Linked DNA regions of Mus musculus: all the other regions are linked to region 1. A link is a contact called in public Hi-C and HiChIP or PLAC-seq data. All regions are on one chromosome and are shown on one strand. Each heading gives the region's core, a stretch centred on a gene start, on an enhancer-like site or on the middle of the called end of the contact. The rest is flanking DNA. Distances are from core to core; before and after follow the strand shown.

Evidence for each region. Hi-C and Micro-C count contacts between places; a contact is called where the count stands out from the background. HiChIP or PLAC-seq counts read pairs in DNA pulled down with a chosen protein or histone mark.
Region 2: a contact with region 1 is called in a Hi-C map of bone marrow-derived macrophages, with 23 read pairs. The contact joins the enhancer-like site here to the promoter of Dock2 in region 1. A contact is called at or near these places in 4 of 39 promoter capture datasets (embryonic stem cells, pre-B cells and stem cell-derived epiblast-like cells), 2 of 15 datasets of contacts at CTCF or cohesin (large pre-B cells and pro-B cells), 10 of 484 Hi-C or Micro-C datasets (B cells, bone marrow-derived macrophages, embryonic stem cells and 1 more), 16 of 115 datasets of contacts at active chromatin or transcription factors (the 230-238 cell line, T-cell acute lymphoblastic leukemia, bone marrow-derived dendritic cells and 5 more) and 2 of 9 other capture datasets (adipose tissue and pancreatic islet).
Region 3: an H3K4me3 HiChIP or PLAC-seq map of the 230-238 cell line shows a contact between it and region 1, with 10 read pairs. The contact joins the enhancer-like site here to the promoter of Dock2 in region 1. A contact is called at or near these places in 5 of 39 promoter capture datasets (the C10 cell line, embryonic stem cells, stem cell-derived epiblast-like cells and 1 more), 1 of 15 datasets of contacts at CTCF or cohesin (large pre-B cells), 6 of 484 Hi-C or Micro-C datasets (the N1E-115 cell line, embryonic stem cells and granulocyte-monocyte progenitors) and 10 of 115 datasets of contacts at active chromatin or transcription factors (the 230-238 cell line, the SCID.adh cell line, T-cell acute lymphoblastic leukemia and 4 more).
Region 4: a contact with region 1 is called in an H3K27ac HiChIP or PLAC-seq map of acute myeloid leukemia, with 2.5 times the contacts expected there. The contact joins the enhancer-like site here to the promoter of Dock2 in region 1. A contact is called at or near these places in 9 of 39 promoter capture datasets (the C10 cell line, the HPC-7 cell line, cranial neural crest and 4 more), 2 of 15 datasets of contacts at CTCF or cohesin (large pre-B cells and pro-B cells), 12 of 484 Hi-C or Micro-C datasets (B cells, the Ba/F3 cell line, CD4 T cells and 8 more), 13 of 115 datasets of contacts at active chromatin or transcription factors (the 230-238 cell line, CD8 T cells, the SCID.adh cell line and 8 more) and 4 of 9 other capture datasets (adipose tissue, liver, macrophages and 1 more).

The regions. Positions count from the first base shown.
Region 1 is chr11:34,782,482-34,785,181 of GRCm38.p6, reverse strand. It overlaps Dock2 (dedicator of cyto-kinesis 2), which reads left to right and starts at 1,277. Exons shown (of 52, transcript NM_033374.3): 1 at 1,277-1,401. The coding sequence starts at 1,359.
Region 2 is chr11:34,426,102-34,428,801 of GRCm38.p6, reverse strand. All of the region lies in intron 27 of Dock2 (dedicator of cyto-kinesis 2), which reads left to right. Among named protein-coding and RNA genes, the nearest start is that of Gm29887, 80 kb to the left of the region's middle. Within about 2 kb of position 1,356, at least 8 of the 459 cell types and tissues checked have an H3K27ac peak or open chromatin away from gene starts, as enhancers often do. A contact at or near this core is called in bone marrow-derived macrophages, where this site is marked.
Region 3 is chr11:34,343,070-34,345,769 of GRCm38.p6, reverse strand. The region is part of intron 27 of Dock2 (dedicator of cyto-kinesis 2); the gene reads left to right. The region is part of intron 1 of Insyn2b (inhibitory synaptic factor family member 2B); the gene reads right to left. Among named protein-coding and RNA genes, the nearest start is that of Insyn2b, 30 kb to the right of the region's middle. Within about 2 kb of position 1,284, at least 24 of the 459 cell types and tissues checked have an H3K27ac peak or open chromatin away from gene starts, as enhancers often do. A contact at or near this core is called in the 230-238 cell line, the N1E-115 cell line and pro-B cells, where this site is marked.
Region 4 is chr11:34,508,910-34,511,609 of GRCm38.p6, reverse strand. All of the region lies in intron 23 of Dock2 (dedicator of cyto-kinesis 2), which reads left to right. The region is part of intron 2 of Gm29887 (a long non-coding RNA gene); the gene reads right to left. Among named protein-coding and RNA genes, the nearest start is that of Gm29887, 3.3 kb to the right of the region's middle. Within about 2 kb of position 1,264, at least 1 of the 459 cell types and tissues checked has an H3K27ac peak or open chromatin away from gene starts, as enhancers often do. A contact at or near this core is called in acute myeloid leukemia, where this site is marked.

The sequences.
Region 1 (2,700 bases), core at 28-2,527:
CACTAGAACACTTGTGACTATTCCCAAGAGATTCCCCAAGATTTGGCCTGTTGCCAAGGGAGAGTGGGGGAGTCATTAGAACCCCTTCTGGGATTTCAGCCAGTCCTTTCTGAGTGTCTCTGGCAGCTGCATGTAACTTTGTCTCAGGCATACATAGTCACATGGTCTGAGAGGTGACAGAGTGTGTGATGGATTAATGAAAGAGGAGACTATACCTATGCAGCTATGGGGAAGTTCTCATCCAATGTGGGGTGAGACATTTTAGTGATGTAGCTGTTTTGGGGTTCACCTATGCTCCTTTAAGTAACCCCTCAGTTGTGTTCCTAGAAGCAAATTCAACGAACTCTTTGATTTCCCAACCTAGACTTGAGAGGAGTCATTGCTAAGGTCTGTCATTAGAGCCCTATCTGTGGTGGGTAGAGGGTTTCATGTGTTCCTAGGGAAAAGTAATCTAACAGATGCACCCAACTTGTGCTGTCAGAAACTGAAAAGCCAATAAATTAAAATGAAAGAAAATTGGTATTTTGTGAAAACTGTCAGTAGTGATTTTGCCTGGTCTTTCCTAATGTGTCTGGGGTAGGGCAGAAAGAGGTTATGGGAAATGGTAATAAAGAAAGAAAATTCAAGGAGACTTAGATCATTGTGATGGTAGCCCTGAGAGATATTTTCCTCTTCAATTGAATCTATTCCAAGAGCAAACTTCAGGTTTGTGGGGAAATGTCTGTCTAATTCACCCTGGCTGTCTCTTGCCCTGCCCACGCTTGCTGGTGGTGAAGGTGCCCAGACCTGCTGGTGTGCCTGAGTAGTGTTAGAGGGAGGCTTCTGGGCTGGCATCGGATTCCCAGTTGGGTTCATGGCACAGAAAGGATGCTAACTAAAGTGACCCCATCTCTAGCGTGTCACTCACTGAGTACAGGTTCTTCTCTAATCCTCAGGAAAAGCAGGTGAAGGGGCAATCTTACCCCATCTTCCTGATGAAGAACCCGAAACACCGAGAAATGAAGATCAGCCCCCAAAGCTCATGCTTAGTCACTAACAGGGTTCAGAAGTCAGGGAAACTCTACCCTCGCGGTCTGGGTTGGCTTTAAGTACCTGTATGCCTTGTAGCCACTTTCCTCCGGAAGAGACAAATGAGGGTGGTCTCCAAATTTTGAAGGCAATCTTCTAGCCCTTGGCTGTGTGTGCCCCTGCTGGAGAAGAAGGGGGAGGAGGGAGTGGGGACCCAGAGGAGGGGAAGGCGGACCTTGAGAGAGAGAGAGTTTAAAAAGAGGAAGGAAGTGGGGCCCTGCAAGGCGCCTAACCACCCCAGCCAGCTTCTTCACTAGAGAACAGGAGGCTCTCAAGGCTCCGGTCTTGCCATGGCCCCCTGGCGCAAAACTGACAAGGAGCGTCACGGAGTGGGTAGGTGTGGGCAAGTGTGGGCACTGGGTCTGCGCTGCGGCAGAGGGCAGGTGGCTGGAGGCAGATGTGATGGGACCTGCAGGATGGGTGAGGGCAGGGCGGGCCATGCTAACTTATGGTCTGGAACGCAGTGCTTTCTCTCTGCTGCAGTCGCCGGGTTGAAGGAGAAAATGAAGGCAGAGAAAGTATATTCTTGCCTTCAGCCTCTCCCAAGTGCTTGCTCACACATCCTTAAGATGAGGTGGCCCCGCAGCTCTGTGTACCAGACTTTGCTTTGCACAGAGCACTCTCCATTAGCCAGTCTTCAAGCCACCATGGCTCTGTCCATCTCGTTTGCTGGTTTGCTCTCGGTCAGGTGACTCTGATCTAACTGCTCTAATATCCCAGGTATCCAGTTTGGGGCCGGGACAAAGCCAATGGGGTCTTTCATTAGAGCTTTTGAGAGAGTGAGTCCTGTCAAATTATCGGAGAAAACAGCCTCATCAGCTTCAGCCATCTAAGCTCCCAGAAGCCTCTGCTTCAAACTGGGGGCGGAAGTGGTGGCTGGGGGAAGGGAGGTGTCAGGTAATGTGACTCTAAGTGGCACCAGTGATGCAATCCTGCCAACTCTAAGTGAGAATTTAAAGGTTGACTGGGGGATTTCCATACTGCCAGATCGCAGATCTCCCCAAGAGAGGATGCTTCAACAGGCCGGGCCTGAGGCAGCTCAGAGGTGGGAGTGATAGATGCAGGGTGTGTGTGTGTATTCATGAGCCACAGTTTGAGAGTGGCTACTTTGGGGGTTCTCAGATCTATCCATCCTCTACAGGCAAGCATTTGGCACTGTGAGGCACTTTGAGATGAAAAGTCCCCAGCAGAGAACTGACAAGTCATATCTGCAAGGGGTCTCAGGTTCTCCATCCATAAAATGGGAAGTTTGAATTTGACTCAATAAAGGCTCCTTTAAAAGTTCAAAACTTCTCCAACTCCGGCCTTTCCACCTGGGGTATCCCCACTAGCAATTTATACAGGAACAGAAGGACTGTGAAAAGGGCAGGGGATGTGGGCGGGGCAACCTTGTGTCTTAGGGCAAATTAGCTGGCCTGGAGAAGCACGCTCAGAAAGGAAGGGCTCTTAAATCTGCTGTGAGGGGAGGCAAGGGTGTGGTGTGGGTTAAGTGGAAGCCTAGACCACACCCTTCCTCCCCCCACTCTATGACAGGTACTAACACTTTCCTATTTCATAGCATTGCATTGTGAAGGCCACTGGAGATGGTGGGCACAGGGCTTGGAGGGAGGCAAAAGGTTAGAGAAGTGTGAG
Region 2 (2,700 bases), core at 107-2,606, 360 kb after region 1:
CTTTAAGTGTGTTCTTAAAGATAAGACTCTGCAGAATCTCTTGTGCTGTTTCCCGGCACTGGGGACAGTCTTTAGAACAAAATGTCTGCCCTTGGCCTTGGCTGACCACCATCTCAGTCAGCATTGTTTTCTACGGGCAGTGAAGCAAGCTGTGGATTCTGAAGGGATCTGACAAGTGGGGAACTATACCATAGTTCTCTCAAGGCCTGAGGAGCCCATTTAATGGCTTTGGTCCCTTAGTTCCTTTGTTTGCAAAGCATCAGCCTTAACAAATAGCAGGCCCTTGAGAAGCAAGAACTGGGTGGTGGTGGTTGCTGATGCTGTTGCTGATGCTGTTGTTGTTGTTGTTGTTGTTGTTGTTGTTGTTGTTATTGTTCTCCTTCTCCTCCTCCTCCTCTTCCTCCTCCTCTTCCTCCTCTTCCTCCTCCTCTTCCTCTTCTTCTTCCTCCTTCTTCTTTTAAATTACATTATTTATATCTTGTGTGTGTATGTGTACATACATATGATCATGCAGTCACAGAACAACTTGCAGGTGTCTATTTCTCCCACTGTGTGTTCCTGAGATCCAGATGGTTAGACTTGGTCACAAGCCCCATTAAGCACTAAACCATCTTGCTGGTCCTTTGTTGTTGTTGTTGTTGTTGTTGTTGTTATCTTTCATGTTCAAGTCCTTTTTCCTGACTTGACATGATGACAGGATCAGAAGATTTCATGGCCCTTTGTTGGGATGTTCAGTGAACATTAAGATGCAGGGTGTGTCTGTCAGCTTTGCATTACTATAACAAAGTACCTAAAGCAGGCTAGTTATAAAATAGCAAAGGTTTAAACTGTCCATATGGTGGAGACTCTAGAGCCCAGCCCCTCTCTTCTTTCACTCATTACATGAAGATCTAAGGGCTCTGGTGATACCGGATGCCACAGCAAGTGGCCATATACCAAGCTAGAAAACAGAGAAAGAGGTGGCACCAAACTCCCCGGCCTTTATAGCAATCCTCTCCCACACTATTAAGGAGCCCATAAGAACTACTTGCTAATGGCTTATCCCCTAAGGATGACTCCCCATGGAGAAAGAACAGACCACTGGAACCACTGTAATGAAAGAGGCATGAGCCTCAGGTCCCTGTTGTCCCCACTAGGACACAGCTCTTCTTGAGTTACTTGAAGGAATTAATTCTGTCAAGTGGCCCTTCACAATCAAACCCACCTTTCTAGACTTGTTGTCAGATTCATCCAGGGCACCCATTTGTCTTTAAGTGGCATCCACCAGGGCTTTCTCCAATAAACAATCATGTTCAGTGACTCAGTGCGTAGGAAGGGCGGTAGGAACAGGACAGCAGGGAAGTCATCAGGGGGCTGAGGTCTGGGAAGGAGAAGTCCAGTTCTCAGCAGACCCCATGGCCTCCCAGAGGCCAGACCCAGGCACTAACCCCATTCAGCATTTCCCGAGTTCGGTGCACTCAGGAATTGCAGATTTCTTGAGTTTCATTTCTTTTTTTCTGAAATAACTTCACTTTCTTTTTATGATCAAAAAAAAAAAAAAATCCTCAAGCACCATTTCTTTAAAAATAGGAATTACAGAGAAAACCCGCTTCCTGAAGCCTCTTCCTGCGTGTGTTCTTACCTTCTAAACGTCATTTGAAGCCAGGAGAGCCCAGGGCTTTATTTGAAAGATGGGGGGAAGGCGGCAGCAGGCAGGATCTGACCTTGGCCCCTAGTTTTTCTTCTCCATGGCCACATTTTCTCCTCATTCAACTCAGCAGAACTTACACTGCAATATGTGGTCTTTCACATGACATAGGATGCCTGTGGAGGCTCCCAGGGATGGAGTGACAACTCCTGTCTCCAAGGACACTGCTTCCTAGTGGAGAGGAACATGAGAGATTGATGAAAGAAATCCCAATGTAATGTGAAAAACCGGCATCCTGTGCAGTGCCGTGGGCACTCAGGATGGAGTGACCAACAGGGACCAGGGATAGGAGCGAAAGAGAAAGTCGCAAAGAGAAGACCATGTTTAATTTGGTGTTTGCTGTTGTCATAGGTGTTTCAAGGGACCTGGCTCCCAATTTTGGCAGACCTTAAAAGATCCCTATCCCCCAACACCCCCTTCCCACTCTCCATATCTTCTGCTTTGACAAATGGCTCCTCTCTCCTGCCTCCATTCATTCGGTTGAAAAGTGGCACTTGTCGTAAATACCTTGTAGGAAATGCTTGAGGAGTAAATGGGAGGGAGCAGACAAGTGCTGGTCATTACCACTGTCAGGTGGAGGAAACAGAGAGCTCATGATTACTGTGTCGTTGTCGTTGTTGTTTGGTTTTGATTTTGATTTGCCATGGAGCCTCACTTTGTAGCCCAGACTGGTTTTGAACTTGTTGTCTTCCTGCCTTGGTCTCAGAGATGCTGAGATTCCAGGCTTCTGCTGAAATCATCACTTATTAACAGTATATTGTGAACCCCAACTTTTATCCTCCCTCAGAGTACAAATTATTCCCCGTGAAAGATGGGTGATGGATGGTGTTCCGGGCAGTAGTGAACGAAGATTCGCCCACAGGTACTTAATACCCTCTGACTTCTCAAGAGATGATGAGATAGGAAAGGAGCTAGCAAGAGGTTGAGGTTAGGGTGTAAATGTTAGCTTGGAGACCTGTTATGAGCCTTGTTTGCTATGGAAGTGAGCATCTGCGCTCTGGGGTAGTGGTGAT
Region 3 (2,700 bases), core at 35-2,534, 440 kb after region 1:
GTGCCCCAAAGCCACTTGCAAACCCTCAGCTTAGGGGAAACCCTTAGAGCCAAGAGTAGTTCATTGCCACAGACCCTTGCTACGAATGACTGACCGACTCCTCCCTTGAGTGTGGATGGAATCCAGGTTTCTGATCATCCAGAGAGAAGATGAAGCCTCAACCGGAGAGGATCATTCTGGAAGGCTATGGAAAGAGGAAGTCCCAACTTCTGTGACCTTTTGAGACAGGCAGGTGGCAGCTGCTGCACCTTCAGGAGGCAGGATTCAAGGTCCTGTGACAGGAATACGGAGGGTTTTTCACAAGAACCCTCTGAGGGCCTGAGAGAGCTATCTTTGGACTTTGTCAAGTGCACAGTTAGCTGGGTTCCATATTTAGAGGAAAGGACAAAGAGTTTTAGAAACTAGCCTTTACCAAAGATCACAGACAGGGTATAGAGTAGCAGAATTCCAAGAAAATACTGCATGGGACCAGGACCTTCAACATATTCATTCATTCATTCATTCATTCATTCATTCATTCATTCACCTCTCACTATACACCAGACACTCTTTCAAGAGAGAGGCAGGCCATTCCTTATTCTTGGGTGGCTACATAGCAGTGGGACAGGGTGAGACAATGAAAACACTAACCACATAAGAAAACTAATTTTGTATAATAAGAGATATTCTGAAATTAATATGGTGGGAGTTTGTCTTGGGATAAAAGGGCAAGTTGAGGTTGGATAGTCAACAAAATGCTCACTTTGAAGAGGGCCCGGAGGGTGAACCTACATAGCAGAGCGGTGCCAGTTACAGGAAGATAAGAGATGGTGGTGTTGTAGGGAGAAAGCACAACTCAGTCAGGAGCACTGTGTCCACAGGGGAATTTGCTATGATGGAGGGACAACAGAGAGGTCTGGGAACAGAGGGGCCATGAGGACATTTGGGCTGGAGTAAGTTCTAGAGGAAGCAGGCACTGCTCTAAACACATGCCCGCAGCAGTAAGCATTTATCCTCTTTCCATGCTGAGCATCACTGCATTGTTTTGGAAACTGGAGTCCCTAGCGATTACCCACCCTTCCAAGGTCACACACCTACTGAGTGATGGAGCTTTGATAGGGTTATAAGCAGTCTGAAAGTGGATGCTGTTCTTTTAACTGGCAAGCGATACAGTCACCAGTGAACTCCCTTGAATATATTAATGAGCAGAGCCCCAGTAGGGGAGGTGAAGATGCTTAGAAGAGGGAGCACATTCCCCAAGGGGACTGAGGAGAGAGCTGGCGCTTAGACAGGGCTGCAGCTGCATGCCAGGCATTGACTGCATGCTTCCTTATCCATTATCCTCACTGTAACCCTGCTCCAAGGTAGGCTCTGCAGATGGCAAGCACACAAACTCAGAGAGCTGATACGTCCTGCCCAAGGCCGCTCAGCTAGCGCCAGATTTCCCCATTGGGTTCAGATCTCTCTGCCCTGGCATCAGGGCTTTTCTGACCCTCAACATTTAACTGCTTCCTTTTGTTTCATGATTTATTTATTCTCCTCCTCTAAGATTGAAAACAGATATCTCCCCAATGCTGGGAGCCAGACCAAGAACTGTTCTCCTTTGTGTGAAGAGGTAGTGGCTACCGGTCAGTGGAGAGGCATTTTCCCCTCCATTGCCAGCTATCTGGAAGAGAGGAACAGTACGGGATCATTTACTGTCATGGCACCTGCTGCCCAGGCGTGAACACACAGACATAAAGCTTGATGGGGGTGGGGGTGGGGGTGTCCTTGCTGTTGCCAGAAACAGGCTCATGAGTCACCATCCCTACTCCCTTTCCCCTGAGACTGACTTCTTGTCTCCCAAGAGACCCAGACAGCTCCTTTTAGAATGTGTCAATGGTACACCGCTCTCTACTTCCTGATTTAAAGTCTAGGTGTGAGAAAGAACTGCCTGACAGCCTCTCTCATCCATTCACATAACAGCCATTCCTTTGTCCCTGTGGCCTGGTCTCCAGGGGTACTGTGCTGGAACAGGGCAGGTTGTCTTTCTCCCAGTGAGCTTGCATTTCAGCAAGGCCCTCAGAAATTAAAACAACAACAAATAGGCATATGAGTATATTAATTTCAGATGGTGATGATTACTAAGGAGATAAAATGGAGATAATGACCCAGAGAGTGACTTAGGACAGAGAGTAAAGAATCCGTGTATATGTATGTGTATGTATATGCCAAACATATGTATAAGTATATTTTTGTGTTTATGGGTATGTGTGTATGTATATACCGTGTGTGTGTGTGTGTGTGTGTGTGTGTGTGTGTCTTTGGCAAATTTCCTTAGCAATTTTTAAAATTTTAACAAGTTAAGGCAGTCCCATTGTGAATCAGTTCCTAGATTATTAATTCAACTTCAAAACATTTCCTTGAACATTTCCTTGTGCACAGTGAGAAAGGGTCCCTGAAGGTGCAGTCTGTGCCCTTTTCGTTGATAATCTAGGCACAGAGGCAATGATGATGCTGACTGAAGAGTGGGCAGATTTATAACTGGAAGTACCCAGGAGCCTACTTATGAGAGAGGTACCTATTCTAAGTACTTGGGACTATGTAAAGGGGTTGTCCTTAGAAGTAAGTGTGTGTGTATGTGTATGTATGTGTGTGTGTGTGTGTGTGTGTGTGTGTGTGTGTGTGTGTGTGTATCTGTGTGTAGGTGTGTGTGTATCTGTGCAGGTATACATGGACACA
Region 4 (2,700 bases), core at 15-2,514, 270 kb after region 1:
GTCTGTTATGTCACTTAGCTTAAATAATTGTTACTCATTGTGCTGGATAGTTTTGGTCAACTTGACATAGAGTTATCTAGGAAGAGAATCTCAATCGAGAAATAGCTTCTTGTTGTTGGCCCCATAGGAAAGTCTGTGTCAGAGAATACTCACAGTTGACATTCCTGGTTCAAACTGAGCACTTCCAGCTGCGTAGACACTCATAGCAGGAGCCCCCAGTCGCGACTGCTTTAGTTATAAGTGACGTGGGTCTGGTTCAAATCTTGCCTTTGTCCATTATGACTTATGGACCTAAGCAAGTTATTCTCTGTTCCTAAAGCTCACCTGGCTCTGTGTGGTATTTTCAGTGGTTTTCTTTATCCTTTGTTGACATCATAACAACTCAATTCAAAACCATGAAGTTAATATAAGGCCAGTTGTTCAGAGTAGAGAAACACAATTCAAAAGCCTTCCATGGATCGAGTGCCTAATCTATATTCCCAGAATAGAGCTGGGCCCTTCACATACAGCGTTCTTAACCTAACCAGAAATCTGCAGGGATCCAGAGTTCCCAGTGTTCATAGAAGCTGATAAATTAATAATCTCATTCCAAATTACACTTGTCCAAAGAGGAGGAGCTAGAAATTGAAGTCATAAACACTCCTGAGTCCAAAGTCGATATTCTTCTCTATATCACAGGAATGATTTGGGCCAAACGCTTCCAAGTATTTTCAGTAACAGGCCACATGTTGAAGAGTGTCTTTGTGCACAAGTTGTGTCTCAAGGGTTGATGAAAGTGAGGGGAGTTGACAGGCTCAGCAGTACACACTCATGATCTATCTACATGTAGCTGCACCATGAGTTAAGGGACTCTGGTCACAAATTGCCACCTTTTCAAAATTCATGATATTGCATAATGCCCATTTTGATGGTCTCGGTAGAACTAAATGAATAGATGCATTAAATGCCTTGCTGTCTAGCATGCTCTCTGACATTCAAGCTGACAGCTGTTGGAATGTCCAGGAGGGCAGGGACGTTCTGGCAACAGTCAATGTTCAAACACCTTTTGGTGGGATGAATGAAAGTGTTGGCTTCTGTCTTGTTCCTATTGTGTTTGGGTTTGTTTCTTTTGTGTTTTATCATTGATTACATGTCATGCTCTTGAGTAAAAACCTTACAGATATTGTTAGCTCCTTTGATCTTTGTAGCAACACCTTGTGATACAAACACTCTATCGCAGCTTTTAAGATGAGCAAAAGAAGACTCACAGGGGTTGAGTAACTTAACCACAGCTATGAACATTGCAGAAGAGCTGAGTGCCATCAATACTACCACCAACAGTGGTGTAGAATAGCTCCACTGAAGATCCAAATCTTTATGGCAAAAGGTAGAGGAAAGCTACACAAGAGAAAGTTGGGCAGATGTCCACATGAGGGCAAGAAGCTTTAGAACAGCTCTGCTTTCCCTTTCAAACTGGGGTAAAATGTCCAAATGTCCAAACTAACAGGAAAATAAATAAGTAGTTTATTCCTGAGAAGTGGCTCACAGATTACAACATGAATTCAGGGCAGAGAAATGATACTCTGTACTAACAGCAAAAGGGGGAGGGGCGGGATTTGGGGATGGCTCAGTGGTTAAGAGCACTTCCTAGTCTTCAAGAGGACCCAGGTTCAATTCCCAGCACCCACATGGCAGCTCACAACTGTCTATAACTCTAGTTCCAGGGGATTAGACACCCCCACACAGACAGATATACATTCAGATGGAACACCAATGCACACAAAGTAAGAATAAATACAATAAAAAAAAATGGGAATTCTCTTCCAGATCTTCAAGTGATTAGTGATTGTTTAATGTTGTCCTATTTCTCAACTACATCTTCCATACTTGGGGTAATGTTTGGGAATTACAGATTCCATGGCAGGCAGTTATGAAAATTTGTCTCAACCAAAAAGCTATAGAAATACTAATAGTTCAGGTTTTTGTTTTGTTTTTTTGTTTTTAATGCAGTCTTCAACACTAAATGTTTAGGCAACTGTATTCTTTTCAGTTTGCTGGTTAGAAAATAGGAGCCCATCAATAAGACTCCCGACTTCCTTTGAACTTGAGGGCAGATGGCCTGCCTTTTCATGCTGCTACTGTGGGTTGCTTCTACTTGTCCCCAGTCCTCATCTCTGCTCTCCAAGCCAAGGATCCAATCCTTGGCCATGACCCTGTTAGGCAAAGGTTCTATTGCTGAGCTCCATCACTAGCCTGCACTCTGCTGCTTTAAACACGGAGTCCTACTGCTTCCTGCCAACCTTTGGGGGCCAACAGGATGTTGAATTGAAGAAAACAGAAAAGACATGTTCAAGAGTACTCCAGTTCTCTTCTCAGTGCCTAAACCAAGATGTACATACTGTTAAATGAAAGGATACTGTTGTTTGGTGATGATATGGTGGTATCCAGGAACCTCAGCTCTAATTGTATGCAGCCTTGATTCACACCCAAGGACTCAATCAGTGAGCAAACCTGGAGACAGCAGCGTATCTGCTCTTTTCCAGAACTGCTCAGTATCTCTAAGGGAAGAGTGCTGTGGTGTTTTCTGTTTCCATGGACCTTGACCATCTGTCTTCTGGCTAAAACTAAATGGTTTGAAACTTGGCAGGGAGAGACTAGTGTTTACTCTGGGACCAGAAAGATGTCAGGCTTTGTTTTGTAACCGTGTATCCCTCCTACACA